Linked DNA regions of Zea mays: region 2 is linked to region 1. Evidence: chromatin contacts called from public Hi-C data. All regions are on one chromosome and are shown on one strand. Each heading gives the region's core, a stretch centred on a gene start, on an enhancer-like site or on the middle of the called end of the contact. The rest is flanking DNA. Distances are from core to core; before and after follow the strand shown.

Region 1 (7,264 bases), core at 4,696-7,195:
TTGTGCGAAACCACCCAAACTTGAGTTTTGGACCTAAAGTTGTGGATTGGGCATGTTCGTTTGGAAAAAACGAAGAAATGGTTCCGGTGGCAAAAACTCATGCTTTGTATACACCCCATACCCATTTTCGGAATGGGTGACGTGCAACAACAAAATTGTGCGAAACCACCCCAAACATGAGTTCCTGACCTAAAGTAGTGGATTGGGCATGTTCGTTGTAAAAAACGAAGAAAAGCTTTCGGTGTCAAAAACTCATGCTTTGTATGTACCCACATTACCCGTTTTCGGAATGGGTGACGTGCGGCAATGAAATTGCACCAAACCACCACAAACATGAGTTTTGGACCCAAAGTAGTAGATTGGGCATGTTCGTTGCGAAAAACGAAGAAATGGTTCTGGTGGCAAAAACTAATGCTTTGTATGCACACTGATACATATTTTTGGAATGGGTGACGTGCGGCAATGAAATCGCGAGAAACCACCCTAAACATGAGTTTAGGACCTAAAGTAGTGGATTGGGCATGTTCGTTGTGAAAAACGAAGAAATTGTTCCGGTGGCAAAAAAAATCATGCTTTCTATGCACCCCGATACCTGTTTTCGGAATGGGTGACATGCGGCAACGAAATTGCACGAAACCACCAAAAATGAGTTTTGGACAAAAGTACTATATTGGGCATTTTCGTTGCAAAAAACAAAGAAATAGTTCTGATGGCAAAAACTCATGCTTTTAATGCACCCTGATACCCGTTTCGGAATGGGTAGCGTGCGACAACAAAATTGCGCGAAACCACCCCAAACTGGAGTTTTGTACCTAAAGTAGTGCATTGGGCATGTTCATTGCAAAAAATGAAGAAATTGTTCTAGTGGCAAAAACTCATGCTTTCTATGCAGCCGATACCCGTTTTCGGGATGGGTGACGTGCGTCAATGAAATTGCACGAAACCACCCAAAAAATGAGTTTAGGACCTAAAGTAGTAGATTGGGCTTGTTCATTGCGAAAAACGAATAAAAGATTCCGGTGGCAAAAACTCATGCTTTCTATGCTCCCCGATACCCGTTTTCGGAATGGGTGACGTGGGGCAACAAAATTGCGTGAAACCACCCTAAACTTGAGTTTTGTACTTAAAGTAGTGGATTGGGCATGTTCGTTGCGAAAAACAAAGAAATTGTTCATGTGGCAAAACTCATGCTTTCTATGCACCCGATACACGTTTTCGGAATGGGTGACGTGCGGCAACGAAATTGCACGAAACCACCACAAAAATGAGTTTTGGACCTAAAGTAGTAGATTGGGCTTGTTCGTTGTGAAAAACGAAGAAATGGTTCCGGTGGCAAAAACTCATGCTTCTATGCACTCCGATACCCGTTTTCGGGATGGGTGACGTGCGGCAACAAAATTGTTCGAAACCACACCAAACTTGAGTTTTGGACCTCAAGTAGTGGATTGGGCATGTTTGTTGCGAAAAACGAAGAAATGGTTCCGGTGGCAAAACTCACACTTTGTATGGAAGTTGGTACCCATTTTTGGAATGGGTAACGTGCGGTAACAAAATCACGCGAAACCACCCCAAACTTGAGTTTTGTACCTAAAGTAGTGGATTGGGCATGTTCGTTGCGAAAAACAAAGAAATTTTTCCGGTGGCAAAAACTCATGCTTTCTATGCACCCCGATACTCGTTTTCGGAATGGATGACGTGCGGTAGCGAAATTGCACAAAACCACCTCAATGATGAGTTTTGGACCTAAAGTAGTAGATTGGGCTTGTTCATTGCGAAAACGAAGAAAAGGTTCTAGTGGCAAAAACTCATGCTTTCTATGCTCCTCGATACCCGTTTTCGGAATGGGTGACGTGGGGCAACAAAATTGCACGAAACCACCCCAAACTTGAGTTTTGTACCTAAAGTATTGGATTGGTCATGTTCGTTGCGAAAAACAAAGAAATTGTTCCGGTGGCAAAACCTCATGCTTTCTATGCACCCCGATACCCATTTTCGGATTGGGTGACGTGCGGCAACGAAACTGCACGAAACCACCACAAAAATGAGTTTTGGACCTAAAGTAGTTGATTGGGCTTGTTCGTTGCGAAAACGAAGAAATGGTTCCGGTGGCAAAAACTCAAGCTTTCTATGCACCCCGATACCCGTTTTCGGGATGGGTGATGTGCGGCAACAAAATTGCGCGAAACCACCCAAACTTAAGTTTTGGACCTAAAGTAGTGGATTGGGCATGTTTGTTGCGAAAAACGAAGAAATGGTTCCCGTGGCAAAAACTCATGCTTTGTATGCACCCTGATACCCATTTTTGGAATGGGTGACATACGACAACAAAATCACGCGAAACCACCCCAAACATGAGTTCCTGTCCTAAAGTAGTGGATTGGGGATGTTCGTTGCAAAAACGAATAAAAGGTTCTGGTGTAAAAAACTCATGCTTTGTATGCACCCTCGATACCCCATTTTTGGAATAGGTGACGTGGGGCAACGAAATCGCGCGAAACCACTCTATACATGAGTTTAGACCTAAAGTAGTGGATTGGGCATGTTCATTGCGAAAAACAAAGAAATGGTTCCTGATGAGGACATCAACTGCAACATGAGTACGACTACACCTGCAGCACCTCCACCTTAGGCGCCACTTCCCTCCTCAACTTGGCCAACTCCACCTCAGGCGCCACTTGCCCACTTCCTTCATTAGCTGGGCCAATCACTCGGGTCCGTGCAAGAGATCTTAACATCGTCATGCTATTGAATAATGAGGGACCAGAAGAATAGACGATCGACCCAACTGCGGCCCAAGGTGGAGGACCTAGGATGGGCCACCCCTAGGATTGTGTTTTCCCACCTTGGCCACCACCAGGGGCTGCGCCCCTCTATGGCGTGAGTATAAACAAAAACTTCCCACTAACAGTGTCATTACTTGGACTCAATTAAAAAATGTCACGCGCCACATATTTGTTTCTTCCTATTATGCCCATGATTTGGTTAACAAAATGCAGCGTTTTCAACAAGGTTCACAATCTGTTGAGGAATATTAGCAGGAGTTACAAAAGGGCATGATTCATTGTGGTTTGGTAGAATCGGATGACGCTGCTATGGCACGTTTTCATGGTGCTTTGAATAGGGAAATTCAGGATATACTTGATTATAAGGATTATTTTCATATCACCACATTGTTTGAATATGCTTGCAAAGCTAAACATGAAGTGCAGGGATGACGATCGAAGACATATACTAACTCTTTTGCAGGACGGGGTCCGACACACAGCTCAACTCCTTCTAGCCCTATGTCTCCTACGCCTAGCACTACACCGCGCACAGGGACAACCAAGCCTGCAGCGCCTTCCACCAAAGGCATCGTTTCTTCCACAGGACATACACGGGATATTCAGTGCCATCGTTGCCGAGGATTTGGACACATGATTCAGGACTTCCCGAACAAGCGTACCTTGCTTATACGTGATAATGGTGAGTACTCTTCAGCTAGTGATTCTGAGGAAACTAGTCATGCTATGATTGCCACTAACCATGAAAAAAATGAGGAAGCACACATTGATCCCATCGACGCTGATAGGTATGAGAGTCTTGTTGCGCAGTTGTAGCACCCTATCCAATCCCTGGATTGGCGGTACTTACTCCTGGCAGCCCTCTAGGATCATATATTATCCCAACAGACCAACACGGGTCTTTTGTGCGCACTTTGTCCTCACTCATGCACACCTAACAAAACTTCCCGGTTGGTCACCCATCCCAAATTGCTTCAAGCCAAGCATGCTTAACTTGGAGGTTCTTTTGAGATAGGCTTCCAAAAAAGAAGATGCACCTTGTTGATATGGATACTCTATTAATTTTATTAAGCCTTGGACCAGGATATCACCATCCCAGGGCCAGGATAGCACAATCCACCCCCCCTTAGAAGACCGATGTTCTCGTCGATCAACCCCAATCCAGGAACCTTCCCTCTTAGCCACGTCTGTGTGTCTAATGTCGTCATATGCCATGCCATGTGACCACTCTGGGCCCACATGCGCCATGCGCCATATACTCGAACCCCTAACCCACACACGCCCATGAAACTGTGAGGGTCGGCTCTGATACCACTTGTAACACCCTGTCCAATCCCTGGACCGGTGGTACTTACTCCTGGCAGCTCTCTAGGATCATATATTGTCCCCACAAACCAACACGGGTCTTTTGTGCGCAATTTGTCCTCACTCATGCGTACCCGAGAAAACTTCCCGGTCGGTCACCCATCCCAAATTTCTCCAAGACAAGCACACTTAACTTGGAGGTTCTTTTGAGATACGCTCTTGTTGGCATGGATACTCTATTAATTCTATTAAGCCAAAGGTGCATTTTGTTGGCATGGATACTTTATTAATTCTATTAAGCCTTGGGCCAGGATATCACCATTCCAGGGGCTAGGATATCACAACAGCGTGTTCTCAGCTCAACAAGTTGTGGAGAATAATGTGCATGAACTCACCAAAGGTGGGAGTTCATGTGAAGTGTAAGGCTGATCAACAAATAATGGTTAAGCTGAGAATTGCTTTTAATAAGTTGGTCAAATTTTATTAGCAGTTACTAAATGTAAGTGTATACCAACCCAAGGTAATAGTAGATCAAAATTAATACTAAACCACCATGTGATGCAAATGACAAATTAAATTTACTTCCATAAATTAATCATGTGAGTGTCCGAGCCGCTCATGACTGTGAGCACGACTGATATACCAGTTTTACACTCTACAGAGGTTGCGCATCTTTACCCACAAGCCATGCTACCCATTTGCCAAGGGGTCCAGAAGTCCCATTCATCTCTATCGAGGAGACAAGGCAGGGGCACTTAAAGGTCTTTCCAAAGTTCCACTAGTTTGAGAAAACCCGCTACGGATTCAGGAAGAAGGAAGCATAGGAATCCCCCTTCCAGAAAGCTAGATAGACAGTCCGACCCAAGAACCTCCCTATACGCTGCAGCGACGCCTCCCCTCTTGCCCCTTTTAGGTAAGGTAATTTCTCCCTAGCTTTCCTAATTACCTAGCCAAGGGTGCCCATTCCACCCTTGTGGTAGCACTGTTTTCCCGGGTGGTTCTTCATGTTCCAATTAACACAGTAATCTTATCATTAACAATAAATAATCAATAGTAATAATAAAGAATGATCATGTGTAAAATTTATCTCAACACCCAAAACCACATATAGCAATAGCAGGACTACTCAAAAGTTCAGTGGTGATCAAGGCACAAGATAAAGAAGACTAGGGTGACCTATTGGGTCCCATCAAAATTAAGCCTAAACATGCCAAAGTGATTATAGAGAACATTATTGGGTAAATAAAAGTGGTCAAGGGCATAACTTGCCTTCAACGAGTTCCTGCTCAGTATTTTCCACCTGCTGAGCACCTGTCTCCTCGGTTGCTTGCTCGTCTACTCGCAAAAATACAAACAGACATGTTATAGGAGAAATTAACATTACACCAAACATTAGAACATAATCCATGATAATATTTTATGTATCATAACGAGATCACAGGTTCGAGAACCACTAAATTCGGAGTTACGGTTAATGAATTATGATTTTCCGAAGTTTTAAGTGTATGATATAGAATAAATTAAGTGCATAATTTTAATCTATGTTTCATGACAAAACAGGGTTACCATATGATAAACAATATTAATATGAAATTAATGCAACTGGAATGGGTCAAAAAGAAGTTAAAATGAATTAGTTATGAATTAAATAAGTTTCTGGAATTATTTTTATACTAGAAATCATTTTCTGTTTTATTCCTGAATAATTTAAACGGTTCTGGACTGCGGACATAATATTGTGAAAGCGAAGGGTCTTTTTCATAAACCTAAGGACGAAGCCGCTACACTTCTTCACTCTAGCGTGGACGGCGGGTTGATTTGCATTTTCCCGAGGGCTCAACTGCAAAATAGAGCTGGTTACAGAGTGGCGGACGCAGATCGGCCATCCGATCTGAGTTCAACGCTCCAGATTAGACTAATACGTGGATGAACCGGTATGCAATACCACACGTCGATATCAATGATGTGGATTTTAAACACTAGAGATCTGATTCTACTCGTTTGATTTAGATCAAATGACTCAGATTCATCTGCGTAAAATGCTTCCCTTCATCTAACCCAAACCGATCATCACCAGACCAATGGTCCCAACCATCACAGACCCCAATCTAATCTCATCCGTCCACTACGAAACGGATGGTAGACAACTATCTTCTCCTCCCCGTGGCGATGGAACGCACCACCGCCCTTCTCCACGGCGGGGCTCACCGGCGAGCAACCCTAAACGGCGCCATAGGCACCCCCAACCGGCCCTCGGATCCAGATGAAGTGCAGCAGATTACGGACTAGACGTGGTTGCACTTACCGTTAATTGACGCAGGGGATGGCCTGGTCCGCGGCGACGAGTGGCACCACCGCGAGTCTACGACTCCGGTGAGAAATTTCGGGATCCTCAATTGATTGCTCCGCCCGACGAGGCCACAGACGATTTCCTCATGACACGACGAAGCTCACAATCCTGAGTTTGACAACTTGATGACACAGAATACGCGATGTGACTCCGACGGCCCAATACCCTCACTGCACGGTGACCTCACCGTGACTCTCGATGTTCCTGGGTGTGATTCGAATGGAGGAGTTAGGAGTACGATGGTTTGGGGGGTTTATATCCCATGGACGAAGCAAAGAACCCATCTGGGGCTGACCTAGTGCTCTGACAACATCAACGAAGGTGGTTGCGAGCTCCGCCAACTCTGGTGTTGATGACAACCAGCCAAGTGGGCCTAGCCGGCGGTGACTGCACAACAGAGAGGAGGCTGGCGCGTGGGCCTCGGATGCCATTGTAAATGCGGGCACGGAAGGAACGGCCTGTGAGGCTGTCAGGTAGGTCAGGCTGTTGGCGCCGGTGCTCGGAGACAAGAGCTAGGCTGCGCGCGGTAGATGACTGGGCCAAAATGTGGAGTGGCGGCCCAGCTGTCTGCTTCTTCTCTTTTTTATATAATTTATATTTTATTCCCAAATCAAAGATTCAAACAAAACTCGAATTCTGACTTTGAATTTTTAGTTTTGCAAATATATAATAGAATCTAATAGGAATATAAATTCTACTTTTTTGCAATAATATTATTTTTTCTCTCCCTTTTGCTTAATTAGGGAAGGGGTAGTTGACTTTATTAAAATTTTCTTTCTAGATTTAATTTTCACATTTTTCCTTTTTAAATTTTAAATCCTAGTAG
Region 2 (6,718 bases), core at 1,494-3,993, 89 kb before region 1:
CTTCATTATCTACATAATGCCGTCAATATTTTTTATTTAAGAAGTTGCTAAATGTTTGTTAAATGTAGAGAGTAAATGAGGTTAAAAATGGAGGGATAAAACATTAGTCCCTAAAAACTAAACACCTCCTAAATGAGATTAACCAAACGATGTTCAAAAACATCCTACGACAAAATAATTATTAACACTCTTTGAGCAGGAAATGAATTCAAATCATCTGGACATTTGCACCAAAACTACTACTACACATCAATAATCAATTGATGTTACAATGAACGTGCTTAACGTCGACCGTCCAACAACTCATGCATGCATGACTCGTCGCACAGCTTCACCAAAATAATAACCAACAATTTGTACATACTGGTCATGGCAGTGAAAAAAAAAGAGTTCTCAAAGAGAAGAAAAGAGAGACAGAGAAAGAAAAAAAATTCAAGAAATGGAAAGGTGCAGTCCACAAGATGTTACATCATGGCAGGTTGGCAATAGTGCTGCCTGCCACGCCAGGTCTCCTGAAAACACACATGCACGTTGCATTGGGCATGTAGCTAGATCACCCCGGGAGAGCATGAAAAAACATCATTTAATTAATAAATCAATAACGAGGATACCTAGCTAAGCTAGGTTGATCATCGATCAGTAGTTGACTAGTTGAGCTACAGCGAATCAATGGACGATTCAGGCTCACAGTTAGGCAGCAGCAGAGTGCAGTAATGCAACTTGATTGCATTCGTAGTACGTGCTACCAGATCTTTACGATCCTGCCGGCGGTGCCGGCGCTCTTCTTCTTGGCGCCGCCGCCGCTGCGGAAGGCGTCGAGGATCTGCTCGAGGCGGTCGGCGGAGCAGGGCAGCACTATGGGGCGGGCGCCGGGCTCACCGAACTCCTCCTCGGCCATGCTGAGCAGCTCCCGGAAGGTGTCGCTGGCGAGGTAGGCGATGGGGACGAAGAATCGGCGGCCCTCCCGGGTGTAGGCCGCGAAATGGCCTCGCGGGCACGCTGCCGCGCTTGGGGAGGTGACCTTGCTGCTGCCGCCGACTCCCCATTTCTTGGAGACGATCTCCGTCAGCTTCAGTGAGCCCATCGTGATGGTGGAAGCAGAAATGCAGTAGAGAGATATAGGTACGATCGATGCGTCGCCCCTGTGTGCTCTAGTTCAGTTTGCGTGTGTGCGGTACATGCATATATGTTGGAGCTAGCTAGTAGCTCTACTGCACTGCACAGGTTTAATTGGTGCTATGTGGCTGCTGGTGAGGTGTGTGTGTGACTTGTGAGTACTGAGTAGAGAGAGCAAGCTAGCTAATGGGGTATAAATAGAGGTGTTTGGGGATGCCTCCGTTCTGTGGCAGACTGGCAGTCAGCACATTCTGTGGGGTTGTGCATGTGGCCGTGGCTGCTGCATTACTCTAGTGTTTGTTTCTGTAATATGATGTGATAAAAATGTTTCGCTCCTAATTAATTATTGTTTGGATTGGTTCTATCACTAATAGAAAAAAAACTCTATGCATGTGGTAGTGCCTAATTTTTACGGACGGTTTTGGCTGTAGAACGCCAGCGAAATAAAATAGTTCGTCCAACTCAATGAAACGCCAGTGAATTTTTGAAACGACCTAGTATGTAAAAGATGTAGATTTCTAAAAGTTATGAAATTTTAAAGTTGACAACCTTTCATTTGAAATTATTTGGGCTGCCAAAATTGCATTTGAATTTGTCAAATTTGAAATGCAAACGATCCCGGATAGAAAAAGTATCAAAATAAAAGTAGTAGAACTTAAAAAGTCATTTAACTTTGTAGTCAACAACCTTTTCGTTTGAATTCATTTACACCCTTAAACAATCAATTTACATTTGGTTTGTTGTAATATGTGGGCAACAAAATCCCACACTTGACACAAGTCATGTCATGGGTGGAGTTGTAGAGGATGCTTCATGTGAGGGTTGTGGGATTGATTCTCATCTGTTGCGAATAAGAGGAGTTAGCAGGTTCGGAGTCAAGGGAAAGTTAGCATCTCGATATATCGGGTCGTACCAAATTCAGGCAAGACGTGGAGAAGTTGCCTACCAGCTCAGCCTACCAGAAAACCTGGCAGCGGTGCATGATGTTTTCCACGTATCTTAGCTAAAGAAATATTTGCGAGTACCAGAAGAGCAGTTGCTAACCGTGGATCTTGAAGTCCAAGAAGACTTGACATACATAGAGAAGCCAACCCAAATTCTTAAAACAGCAGACATGGTCACTCAAAGGAGCACCATCAGGCTGTACAAAGTCAAATGGAGCCATCATTCTGAAGAAGAAGCAACCTGGGAAAGGGAAGATGACCTCAGAGCCAAGTATCCCGAACTCTTTGCTAGCCAACCTTGAATCTCGAGGGCGAGATTCTGTTAAGGGGGTGGATTTGTAACACCCTAAAATTGGGGGTATAAACTTCTTCTCTAATATCCACCAAATTCAGGTGTTACCTCTCTTCTCCTCTCTCCCCATTTCTTTTTTCTTTCCTAGAGTAGAGGAGTGGTTGTTTTATTTGGAAATGTAATTATACTCTAGTACGCAAAACTCCAAGGGAGTATGAAGTGTTGCATCTTGTTGAACCCAAAACTTTATTTTTGTTTGATGCCTATGCTTGAGGAGTTCCAATTTGAATTTGTGGCAGGTTTGAAATTGAATCCAAAAGAGAAAATAAAAGTAAAAGGAAAAACTCTCTCCCTCTCTCGGCCTTGGCCCACCTGTGGCCCACTCGGCGCCTCACCTGTGACCTAGCCCCGCTCGGCTGAGCTCCCCCCCCCGCGGCCAACCGTGGCCTGCACCCCCAATCTCGCTAAGGCCCGCCTCTCAGTGGCTCTACCGACGTGCCTGGCCCCTCGCTCCCGATGACTCCCAGCCGCACCGGTCAGCTCCCCTATCCCCATAACCGGCCGAGCGGAGTTCCCTGTGCGTGGGCACGCGCGCCTAGCCCCTGGCCCACTTGTCATCCCCACCCCGCGATAACCCCTGCGTCCACATCGCTTGACCCCACCTGCCATTCCCTCCCCTCGCGCATGTCGCCCACCCACCCTCCATGACCGGAGCTTGGGTGCATAAAGCCCCCTTCCCCCCATGCATGACCTACCCTTGTTGCCCGCGCCGCACCGCTGTCGTTGGCTTGCCTGCTACCGTCGTCAAAGTCGCCAACCGCCTCACGCCGCCGGAGCTTGCCAGAGGTCGATTTGAGGAGGAGCTCCACGTCATCGGGTCAGTGGAGCCGCCCCAAGGTGAGTCGTGGTCGTCTACTCCCTCCCCCCTCTGACCTCTCCGGCGAGCGCCCACGGTGGCCCTGTGCCTCTAGGTCAAGCCACAGAAGCCGCTGACCGCGGTTAAGCCGCCCTGCGCCATGCATAAGCGAGGGAGACAAAGGCCCTAGCGTCTAGGCCCCGCCTGTTAGTGGGATGTCCTTTGCGCCACCCACCAGCGCGCTAGCGCACGCGCCTTCTCCCCACCCACTGACTGCTAGGCCCCCTGGCCCCACACCACCACGCGCACCGCGTCCCACCTCTCCTCGGCCATCTGTCGCACGCCGGAGAAGCCACCTGCCCTTACCTGCACGCACTCATGCCTCACGAGATCGGTCGTGCGCCATCCCTGATTCCTCGGGGTCCCCCGTGCCCCAACAGTGTAGGCCGCCGTGTGGCCGGCCGCAGCCAATAGCCAGCCGCCACGTGATGTCTCCCCTCATCGGCGCCCACGCGCTTTTGTGCTAAGGTCCTTGTCTTTCTCTGAAATTGCGTGCCTGCGGCCTGGGTCTAGGGAAACTGCCCTGCTGGCCCCTAAAGTCTATAGTTATTTACGTTTTAGTCCCTAAGACTTGAAGACCCTATAACTTTTACATAGAAATTCCGATTTAAGTGATTCGAATTGCAAAAGGTTCATGATAATTTTGTCCACATGTTAGCGGTATGTTCATCTTCTGTCTTGATAATTTAATTAATGGTTAACTCCTAGTTGTAATAAAGTGTGTAGAGCCTTGAATTAAAATAATTAAGAATAGGGGACCATATCAAATGTTCTAGTTTTAGGGCTTAACACCATCTAATGAATGATCCTATTACTCAACTAACTTTATTTGAACAAGTACTATAATAACATGGACTTGATTAGTGAATAGTGAACCAAATTGTATAGTGATCTAACCTAGGTTTAGGGAACACCTCACTGCCTGTCCCTTTTTGTTCAACCTGTGTTGCATATGTTTGGCGTACTATTCTTTTAGTATTCCCCAAGTGTGTTGAATGGATGATTGCTTTGTGTAGACAGCGAGCAGTCCGTGGTTCCCGAGGGAGTTATAGGAGATTTCCCTAAGCAGCAACTTAGTGAAGGCAAGTGTCCTCTGACCCATGATGTCCTACTCACTTTACAATTCATTGTCCCGCATACCATGACCAACCTAAGGATTGACTAGTTTTCTGTTTATCCTGTCCTTGATTACCCTTTTGGGATTTGACTATTATGGTTAATATCATGCTAGTGCTTTACTTTAATTAATGAACATGACGAGAATACTTTATGATACAATGATGTTGTTCTAGTTATGATGATGAGCTTGTGGTACTAAAGGAGACTCGGGTTGTTTCCCAAGCACCTCCCCATAAGGACCTGTTCATTGGACGACCACTCGAGAAAGCAGTACAACCATGAGGGTGGTATGGGACGCTCTTAGCTGACTGATTAGAGGAACTTGAAGTGTAGTTTGCTTCCATTGTGCCGTAAATGGGGTCCAGGCATAGTACTTGCTCTTACGAGGTTGGGTGCCGAGGTTCGTTCGATTTGCTTTTGTTAGTCACCCCTCCTGCGGGGAGAGATACTGTGTTTATCAAATTGGAGAAACCTAACAGGCGGCTATGACCTCTAGGGAATAATTGTAAAGGCCACGTAGTGATACCCTACCAGACCACCTAGTAAGTGATCAATGGGGAGTCATATCCCCAGGCAGAAAAGGAATCATGGCTCATGGGTAAAGTGTGCAACCTATGGAGAGGGTTAGAAACTGGTATATCAGTCGTGCTCACGGTTATGAGGAGCTTTGGGAGCTCCTTTGATTAGAGTCATTTTGGATACCTCGATGAAGATGGTTTAATGATGATGGCTATACTTATGATATATGGTACTTTCCTCTTTGAGGAGGTGCTTTCTTTTGGGATATCAACTTGGGTCCTATGATAAAACTTGGCTTCTACTAATGATAAGTACCTGACCAACTAAAAGCAACTGCTTTGAGCTTAACCCCACATATAGCTAGTCCACTTTAGCCAAACAGGACATTTGCTGAGTACGTTGATGTGTACTCACCCTTGCTTAAACACCAAACATCATGTCACACCCGGATTTAAGGGCAAATCCAGGCATGAATCAAATGTGTGATAGGATCAAGTCTCACACATATGATAACTCATGGTACAGAAACGGATATCACATCTTTACTATATAATAGGAGTTCTGTTCAAAATAGTTATATAATTACAACATATGGAGACAACGATCCTCCACAACCATAGTTGACTGGGAGACGATGGCCTAGACCTCTCACGAACTCATCATGGCATCCTTCATGCTCCTCGTCTTATCGATACATGTTCTTGACCTAGGGGTGTGAGTACAACAAGGGTGAGCTCACATACATTCATCGCTCAACAAGTTTTGGGGAATAATGTGCATGGGCTCACTTACGGTGGGGCTCATGTGAAGTGTAAGGCTTACCAAATAGAATGGTTAAGGCTGAGTGTTGCTTTTAACAAGTTGGTCAAAATTTCATTAGCATTTACTAAGTATAAGTAGATACCATTCCAATAAAATAAGATATCACAATTAATAATAAATCCCACAATGCAATGCAAACGATAGATTAAGTTTAATTCCATAAGTTACTCATGTGAGGGTCCGAGCCGCTCAAGACCGTGAGCACGACTGATATAGCAGTTTTACACTCTGCAGAGGTTGCTCCCTTTACCCACAAGTCGTGTATCCCATCTAGCCAGGGTTTGCAAGGCACTTAGACACTTCTGAGCTGAATGGTTAGGGATCCACTACGAGGCCTTTATAAAGTTCCACTAGCTTCAGAAAACTTGCTACGATTTTGTGAGAAGAGCGATATAGGAATCCCTCATTCGAAAAGCCATCGCAGCATGATCGACCCGAGAGCTCCCTACACCGGCAACTCCTCTATCGCCCTTGCCTCTTTTGGGTAACGTAGTCCTCCAGTAGTTTTCCTAATTAGTCAGCCAAGGGCGTCCCATTCCACCCTTGTGGTAGCACTATTTTCCTGGGTGGTTCTCCATGTTCCAATTAACATAATAATCTTATCATGAACAATAATCAAATCAACAAAAATAATGGAACATGATCATATATAATTTAGATATAACATTAATCACAAAACTAGGTAGAGCAATAGCGAGTCTACCCAATAGTTTATTTGTTTGCAAGGTGTATGGTGAACAAAACTAGGGTAACCTATTAGGTCCCATCAAATTAACATGAGCATGTCATAGTGATTGACCGGAACATTATTAGGTAAAGAAAAGTGATCAAGGGCACAACTTTCCTTTTTGGTGCAACCCCAGGTTCTTCTCCAATGTAGAATGTAGAATGTTATATGATAAAATAATGTTGTTAATGTGTAGGAAATTTAATTACTAAGTTACTGCAACTGGAGTGGGTTTAATCAGATCTAAAACAGAGGAGTTATGG

Evidence for each region. A called contact is a pair of places that touch in the nucleus more often than the background predicts.
Region 2: a contact with region 1 is called in a Hi-C map of leaf, with 6 times the contacts expected there. The contact joins the promoter of LOC103626763 here to the enhancer-like site in region 1. A contact is called at or near these places in 6 of 25 Hi-C or Micro-C datasets (ear, leaf, leaf mesophyll and 1 more).

The regions. Positions count from the first base shown.
Region 1 is chr5:103,727,307-103,734,570 of Zm-B73-REFERENCE-NAM-5.0, reverse strand. No RefSeq gene overlaps it. Among protein-coding and RNA genes, the nearest start is that of LOC109939519, 82 kb to the left of the region's middle. Within about 2 kb of position 5,945, at least 17 of the 20 cell types and tissues checked have an H3K27ac peak or open chromatin away from gene starts, as enhancers often do. A contact at or near this core is called in ear, leaf, leaf mesophyll and 1 more, where this site is marked.
Region 2 is chr5:103,813,944-103,820,661 of Zm-B73-REFERENCE-NAM-5.0, reverse strand. It overlaps LOC103626763 (auxin-induced protein 15A), which reads right to left and starts at 2,743. Exons shown (of 1, transcript XM_008647132.2): 1 at 208-2,743. The coding sequence starts at 1,084. The coding sequence ends at 743. LOC109939519 (a long non-coding RNA gene) reads right to left here. Exons shown (of 2, transcript XR_002261985.3): 2 at 5,427-5,612.